2 separate regions of the Mus musculus genome follow, and region 1 is linked to region 2. A link is a contact called in public promoter capture Hi-C data. All regions are on one chromosome and are shown on one strand. Each heading gives the region's core, a stretch centred on a gene start, on an enhancer-like site or on the middle of the called end of the contact. The rest is flanking DNA. Distances are from core to core; before and after follow the strand shown. Region 1 overlaps Fam120b (family with sequence similarity 120, member B). Region 2 holds the start of Dll1 (delta like canonical Notch ligand 1).

Region 1 (3,410 bases), core at 323-2,822, 56 kb after region 2:
TGCTTATGTGCTCTTTTGTACAGTTGGTCCTTAATTGGAGCTTTTTGTTGTTGTTTTAAAGATGAAGCAATCTACTTTTTTGGTGACATGACTGGGCTTGTGTTTTGGGCCAGCACATTTTCCTAGTGGGGTTTTCCTAACTTTAATACTTTTCATCTCTACAACATATAAAGTAGAAAGGTGTTACTATTTCAAGATTAGAAAAAAAAATAGACAAAACTCTTCATGTTAGAAAAGGCTCAAAATGCTTATGTTCAAATTGGCAGTGTTCATCATGGGCATAGTCGCCACACGTTCACAACATGCAATAATAACATAACTTCGTGAATGTGAGCCGTCAGGGTCACTGCAGGGACTATGGCCTGGCAGATGGGGTGGGGTACACCCCACAGGTAGCCAACATCAAAGTCTAGGGCCGATTCAGTCACCCTGTGAACAAATGGCGCCTGAGTTGAAGCTTTGGCCTGCCCCTGGCTATCATTCAGCCCAGCTGGTGAGGAGAAATGTGTTACATTCCACTAAGAGCTGTAAACTTCATGAGACTCTTCACTCTCCCTCTTCTCAGGGTGACTGAGAGGGGCCTGCACACTAGGAAACCACAGGGGTGAGAGCTTCGATGGCAGGGGTGCTGAAGGTTGTGTTCATCTGGACACCTGTTTGGGTTGTCACCCTCACACTTTAGGGGTCATTAGGCAGTGCATGCTAAAGCCATCACTTCCAGGTACCAAAGAAAGCCCAGAGCAAGACTTACAGAAAAGCGTGGTGGTGGTGTTGAGACAGGATCTCACTATGTGGCATTATCCTGCCTGGGACTCACAGAGATCCACCTGCCTGAGAGTCCTGAGTTCCACCATGCCCAACCAAAAAAGGGTTGTTTTTAAGATGTGGAAACTCTGTTTCCTTCAAGGCTAGTTCTGCTCCAAGCCCCTTCCCAACCCCCCGTGTCTGTCAGAGGCAGGAAGTGGCCAGCTACACTGTGGGGTTGGGGCACTTGTGTGCTCAGCCCTGGAAAAGCCACACGTCGCTTTTTCTGTGCTTGGCAGGAAGTCCTCTGAGAGCCATCTGCATATGAATTTCCATTTCCAAAGTCATTAGCAGTAATAAACATCTAGATGTCCTGCAGATGGTCAGAACTGGCACCAAGAGAAACAATTTTGACAGTTTCCTTCTACTAATAGCAATGCCTCCTAATTAATTGCTTCCACTCTAATGGAATAATTATAGAGCAAAATTTAATGACAGGTGGTCACAACTGAAAAATGTTCTGTCTTCCAGTACAGCTCAGCAATTCGTCTTTATGTGTGCTTAGAGCCATGCCGCTTCTTTGAGTTGGTGTGTGGAGACATTTCTTCTTACTCTGGTGTTCATCTCTGTTTGGTACAGGGGGCAGACAGCATGAGCGTAACCACTGGAGAAGATACTAGATGCTGTACAGGTAAAGTACTTCCCAGCCTCTCAGTGAACCAGTAGATGTTCTGTCTTTAAAGCTGAGGGCCAAGTGGTTAATATGTCACATGGGCCAGCTTCCCGATTGGGATCTACCAACCTAATCGAAGATGTTTGCTTCTTCCAGAAGAGTGTGGAAACAGGATCAATGTCCAGACTCTGCCCTCCGGTCTCAGCAACAAGGACAGCAACTGGGGCAACCCTTTAAAGGAAGGAAAATTGCTTTTCAGAGGTTTCTCCTACACAAACTATAAAAATATCCCATTGGTTTGTTTCAGAGGTTGCTCCTGACTCCATGATCCAGAACACTTGACACTATCATTGAGAATGCTCTCCTGACCTTAGCAGGAGTCTAACTCCAAACATTTTCTTACTATTAAATTGTGAAAATGTTTCCTCAAGTCATTAGTCTTTGAACTCATGATGTCTTCTTATTTTCCTGTTACTGTGAAAAGGCACTGTGAACAAAGCAACTTACAGAAGAGAGCATTTGATTTGGGTCTTAGAGTTCCATAGGGTGGTAGAGCCTCGGACCATCATGTTGGGGTATGTGACAGGAGCCAGGCGAGGACGAGCCAACTGGGAATGGCTCAGGGTTTTGAAACTTCAAAGCCCACCCCCCAAGTGACACACCTCCATCAGCAAAGCCACACCTCCTCCAGTAAGGCCACTCCTCCTAGTCCTTCCCACCAACTGGAGACCAAGCTTTCAAACATACTAGCTTATGGGGCCATTCTCATTCAGACCACCAACCATGATATCTAATAGCTATGCAATCTGTCAGAAATTACTTTTTCATTAGAAAATCTAACAAAAGTAAGTATTCATCTATTTTTTTTTCTTGATCCACAAAGTATTTGGATAGAAAAAAAAAAGCAACTAAATAAATTCTTGCTCTCTTGTGGGCGAGTTGGTTCTGCTTGGAGGAAACCTGGCTCAGCGGTTAAGAACAGGGTCTGCTCTTCCAGATTCCCCTCACCCACACGGTGGCTCACAACTAACTGTCTGAAACTCCAGTTCCAGGGGATCGAAAGCCTCTTCTGGCCTCTGTGAGAGGCAGACACACAGTGATGCCCAGACATGCACACAGGCAAAACACCCATAAAGATGAAATAAATAAGTTTAAAAAAAAAAAGAATTTTTTTTTTTAAAAGAAGCATAGTGGGTTAAGCTTAAAAAGTAAGATCCTCTTTGAGGTTCTTATCCATCTCCACTGGGGATCCAAGAGTATCTGTGCCTGTCCAGGGCCCTTATGGCCCTGCCGTATCTCTGGGGACACTGAGTTCCGTCAGGAGATGCAAGCACTTTGGTCACTGGAAGATGTATCCTTTCAGTGCTCCTGTCTAAGATTTTAATAACGCTTCTAAAAATGTACCTTGTCACCTTTACGCTGACAGTTTTCCAGACCACTGGCTCAACCATGCTGTGCAGAGAGAGGCCTTGCGTTTCTCCTTGAGATTCTTGTGTTTACCAGAAAGGTATCTCGCCTGCATTTGAACATGGTTGTATTTGTTCAGCTTCCTTCTGCTCCTGCAGGACTTAAGCATAGTGTGTCTGCAGAGCTTGTAGCTGCCATGACTTTGCTGCCTAGTTTGGCTCTTCTGGTCCTTCCCTCGAATACCGTCCTCTTCAAACACTGCTGCCGTTAGAAATCCTGTTTCCTTGCTGTCTACTTGTGTAACTTTTAATTCAGATTCTGATCTCTTAAGTTGAAAGTCTATTTCTATGAAAGTTGTTTTCCGTCATGGAAACTGCATCCTGACACTTGTCAATAAAATGCATGAGTACGTCAGTCACAAGTTTAAATAGGCCACTGTGTTGATGGAATATTTATCACCTTTAGAGCTTTCCCAGTGACAGCATTGCTTACGCTGTTTCCCAGTCAAGTCTTGGGATAGAATTTCCACATATACAATAAAATAAAAATACATTTTTAAACTCATACTTCACTTTTTTTTTCTTTA
Region 2 (3,758 bases), core at 1,066-3,565:
CCAAAGGCGTCATCCCGAGGTCGGCAGAACACAGAGCAACCTTCTCCGTAGTAGTGCTCGTCACACACAAACCGGTAAGAGTACCGGAGGTCTGTGCGGCCGCTACTGTGAAGGTCCTGAGACCATTCTTCTCCCACAGTGAGGTGCCTCTGTGTGGTCAGGCGGCTGATGAGTCTTTCTGGGTTTTCTGAGAGAGAAGATGCTCAGGTTGGTAATGATAACACCTAGACGCTAGGAACCGAGAGAGTGGTATGGATGCTGTCAAGCCAAGGACCCTTCTTCTCTGAACTCCAGGTGCAGAGTGAAGGTAAGAGGCCTGGGCTGAGTGGGTAAACTGTGTATCAATGGGGAGAATGCATAGTTTAGGGGCTTGGAGTCTTACCTGTTGCGAGGTCATCGGGAGAGTCTGTATGGAGGGCTTCAATGATCAGAGAGAAGGTACCCTAGGGAAAGGGGAGAAGATGCTTGATAACCGGAAGTGTGGAGGAGGAGGAAGGGGAGGAGGAGGAGTTGGGAGACTAGGAGTGGGAGGAGGAGGAGCTGGAGGAGGAGGAGAGGCATTAAAGAGAACCAAGTACAGAGGCTCTCAGATCTCTGTGTTGTGCCAATGAAGGTCAACTCCTATCACTTTCCTTAATTAGAAGAATTTTAAAGAGTGTCCCCCCCCACACACACACCGTGTGTGGGTTTGGTTTTTTAAAAACATGTTAATACAGGAAATTGTATTTTAAAAAGGGGGGAGAGTACTTGATGGAGCAAGGTGGGGTGCAGGAAGAGGAGAGGGCAGCTGTCATTTGTTTTCTGGGGGTGGAACCTCGAGGATGGAGAGCAGCCCCAGCACTGGTAGCAACCCAACCAAGGCCTAAGAGCTAGGGGACAAGAACTCTCCCAACTTTGGGGGTAGGGGAGGGAAGCATTCGACCTTTCAGGTAAGTAGGAGGTGTGTGAGAAATGCCCAGGGCTTGCAAAAGCCTCTGGGGTTCCACACCCCCTCCTCAACTGCCAGTCAGTTCCCAGTAAGAAGTCAAGACCTCAGGCGTGTCTTTGTGGGATTCCCCAACCCTTATCAGTGGCCCTTGCCTTCTTCCCACTGCCAACCACCAACCAGCCACCCCTACCCCTCCAGACCCAGCCGAGTGCGCGCAGGTGCCCACTCACTGGCCAGGTGAAGCCGAAGGGGAATCGGATGGGGTTGCTGAAGGCGGGGTCGATGCCTGCGCCATCAGGCAGGCTGAAGGAGTCGACACCCAGCACTGGCGTGACAGCACTGCCGTAGGTGCAGGGTGGCTCCGGTGACACGCTGGCCTGGTAGTGCTTGAGGCATACGCGAAAGAAGGTCCTGCAGGCGCAAGGCGGGCCAGAGCCCCCGCGGCAGCAGTTGCGGTTCCCCAGCAGCCCCTTCTTGTTGACGAACTCCTGCAGCTTCAGCTCAAATACGCCGGAGCTCCAGACCTGCGCGGGGAAGGGGCGTGAGGTCGCGCCGGCGGCGGAGGGACCCGGGGGCGCGCGGGCCCTTGCTAGGACGCAGAGGCCGAGCGCACCTCAGCGCCCATCCGGAGCTGCCCGCTGCCGGGCAGCTCTCGGGGTCGTCGCTGCCGGAGTCACTTGGGGATGGACAGCTGATCGGCTGGTCCGACTCCCCTCCCTCCACCGCGCAGCAGCCCCGCCCGGCCCCCTACCTGGCACAGCAGGGCAGAGACCACGGCAAGGGCTAGCGCGCTCCGACGGCCCATGGTACCGCTGGACGCCCTTGCTCTCCTAGAGTATCCTCTTTTCTTTCTTCTTCAAAGACCCAGGGATGCCAGGAAAGTCTATATGACCCGAGGAGTACTGGCGGAAAGGCGTCTCTCGGCTCCAGGTGTGCTATCAGGGCCAGGTCGCTTCAGGAGGGTGCGGTGCCTTCAGCTAGGTCCCCGGCAAGAGCTCTACGAGGCACTGAGAAAGGACAACTTTCGGTTTCCTCTTCGTCTGGCTTTCAGTCCACGGAGAGGTGAGTGTCTCCTGCTTTCTGGTTTTGTCTTAAGCTTCTTCGCGGAGGGAAAGAGGAGAAAGGAGATAAGACACAGAGGGAAGAGAGCCCAGATGTTCAGCTTAATTCCCAAGAGAGCTTGCAGTGGCTTCCTTCGCAGGCCTATTAGGAAGCGGCGGTCTGGAAATCCCACCGGTGAGGCGATAATCCGGGGCCCCGAGGGGCGCGGTGGGAACGGTGGTGGCAAGGACTGCGGCGCGCGCCCTGGTTTCCCGGCCCGGCGTCACTCGGCAGCCGCTGCCGCTCCCAGAGTGTTCTAGACCGGTATCTCTTGCACTATCGCCAAGCCTCGCGTCTTCCTCAAGAATTCAGCCAATGCCATGCGAGAACACACACCGAGGACCGGAGGCCGAAGCGTGGGAGGCTCCGTGCCGCACCGGTGCTCTCCCGTGACCTGCCCTGGTCAGACAGGGTAACCGCGGGTGCACGCCGGAGGATCTGGCCCGGGCTGGCGCCTGCCACCCTTAAATCCTGCCGGCCGCTCGCATAACTAATGAGATGCAAATGAGCAGCCCCCCAATCTGGCGAGAGCTGTCACAAAGGAGCCACTTTTCCAAACCCTCCTCTCAATGGATCGCCAAATGGTCAGTGAGCTGTAAAATGTGCAACCCTCCTCCCCGCCCCCCACCTCCCCGCCCCCTAGTCCTCTCTGCCTCCGCCCTCGCCCCTTCGCCTCCCTCCCCCAGCGCAAAACCCGCTCATTTACATTCCTGCAAAACGTTCCCGGAGACGAACCGCTCTGCTCCCGGAGCTGGAGCTGAGGCCGCGTCGCCCACCGCCCCACCGCCACAGGCCCGAAGACCCTAGGCACGCTGGGCGGCCTGAGCCTCCCACTCGCGGTCACCGCTAGACTCGCTCGCAGGACGCGGCCTCCGGACCTTGGCGTTTCCAACACTAGCCGCCTAGGCTCTCCTCGTTTGTTCAGTCCTAGGGACTGAGGAACCGGGGAGAGGTTAGAGGCCCGCGTCCCTGCTGCTGCCCCTCCTCCCTGGCAGCCTCTTTCTAAGGAGGAGTCTCCCGGAGGGGGCGGGGGCGGGGTGCCCGGTAGGAAAGGGACCCTTGAAGAGGTGGGCAAAGGGTGGCAAGAGCACCCCGGCAGTTTGGGAAGTTTGGGGAGGTTAGGCACGCTTATACCTCTGGTGAAGCCTGGCGATTGAGCCTCGGAGAGTGCCGATGGGCTAGCGATCCGGGCCGGACACCCCCAGACACCGCAGTGTCCCGGAGCGCTGCTGTCTCCGTGTTGTCCACGATCACTGGAAATGGGGAATTGGGGTCCGGATAGTGTATTCCCTGAGCCAGCAGAGCCAAAAGCTAAGCTTACCCCTTTCCCGGTGTACACACCCTCTCCCGGGAGATTTTCAACCAACACCACCTTCACTGGTGTCCGGTCCCACTCTCCTGGGTATTCCCCTCAGGCCTCCCTCTGCTTGGTAAAAAGTGAGTTTGGTGTGTGTCGTTCGCGTGGCTGTCATTAAGGCAGTCTGTTATTGTGCGAGGCTGAATCAGTGGCTCTTTGTGCGCTCAGCTGTATGGTAATGCAGACAGCACCTGCTCTCTGCACAATGCGGAGAGAAAGAGCTCCCCTCCGCGCACGCCGCGGCCTCTGCGACAATGTCCGGCACATGTTTGAAAGACTCCCCCCACCTCACCCCCCAACACATAACCTTTACACAACCGTCACCTTATTAGGTTTTTACACATCCATCAGACACTAGAACTTTTGTTTTCT

What was found. Promoter capture Hi-C pulls out the DNA fragments that hold promoters and counts their contacts.
Region 1: a contact with region 2 is called in a promoter capture Hi-C map of liver. The contact joins the enhancer-like site here to the promoter of Dll1 in region 2. A contact is called at or near these places in 2 of 39 promoter capture datasets (embryonic stem cells and liver), 5 of 484 Hi-C or Micro-C datasets (embryonic fibroblasts and liver), 7 of 115 datasets of contacts at active chromatin or transcription factors (embryonic fibroblasts, embryonic midbrain, embryonic stem cells and 2 more) and 3 of 9 other capture datasets (adipose tissue, liver and pancreatic islet).

What each region holds. Positions count from the first base shown.
Region 1 is chr17:15,430,194-15,433,603 of GRCm38.p6, forward strand. Fam120b (family with sequence similarity 120, member B) reads left to right here. Exons shown (of 11, transcript NM_024203.3): 10 at 1,384-1,435; 11 at 1,574-3,388. The coding sequence ends at 1,424. It overlaps Gm49668 (a long non-coding RNA gene), which reads right to left. Exons shown (of 3, transcript XR_003952352.1): 2 at 1,547-1,648. Among named protein-coding and RNA genes, the nearest start is that of Gm49668, 4.2 kb to the right of the region's middle. Within about 2 kb of position 1,573, at least 71 of the 459 cell types and tissues checked have an H3K27ac peak or open chromatin away from gene starts, as enhancers often do. A contact at or near this core is called in liver and pancreatic islet, where this site is marked.
Region 2 is chr17:15,373,508-15,377,265 of GRCm38.p6, forward strand. It overlaps Dll1 (delta like canonical Notch ligand 1), which reads right to left and starts at 2,316. Exons shown (of 11, transcript NM_007865.3): 1 at 1,680-2,316; 2 at 1,159-1,452; 3 at 383-443; 4 at 1-187. The coding sequence starts at 1,733.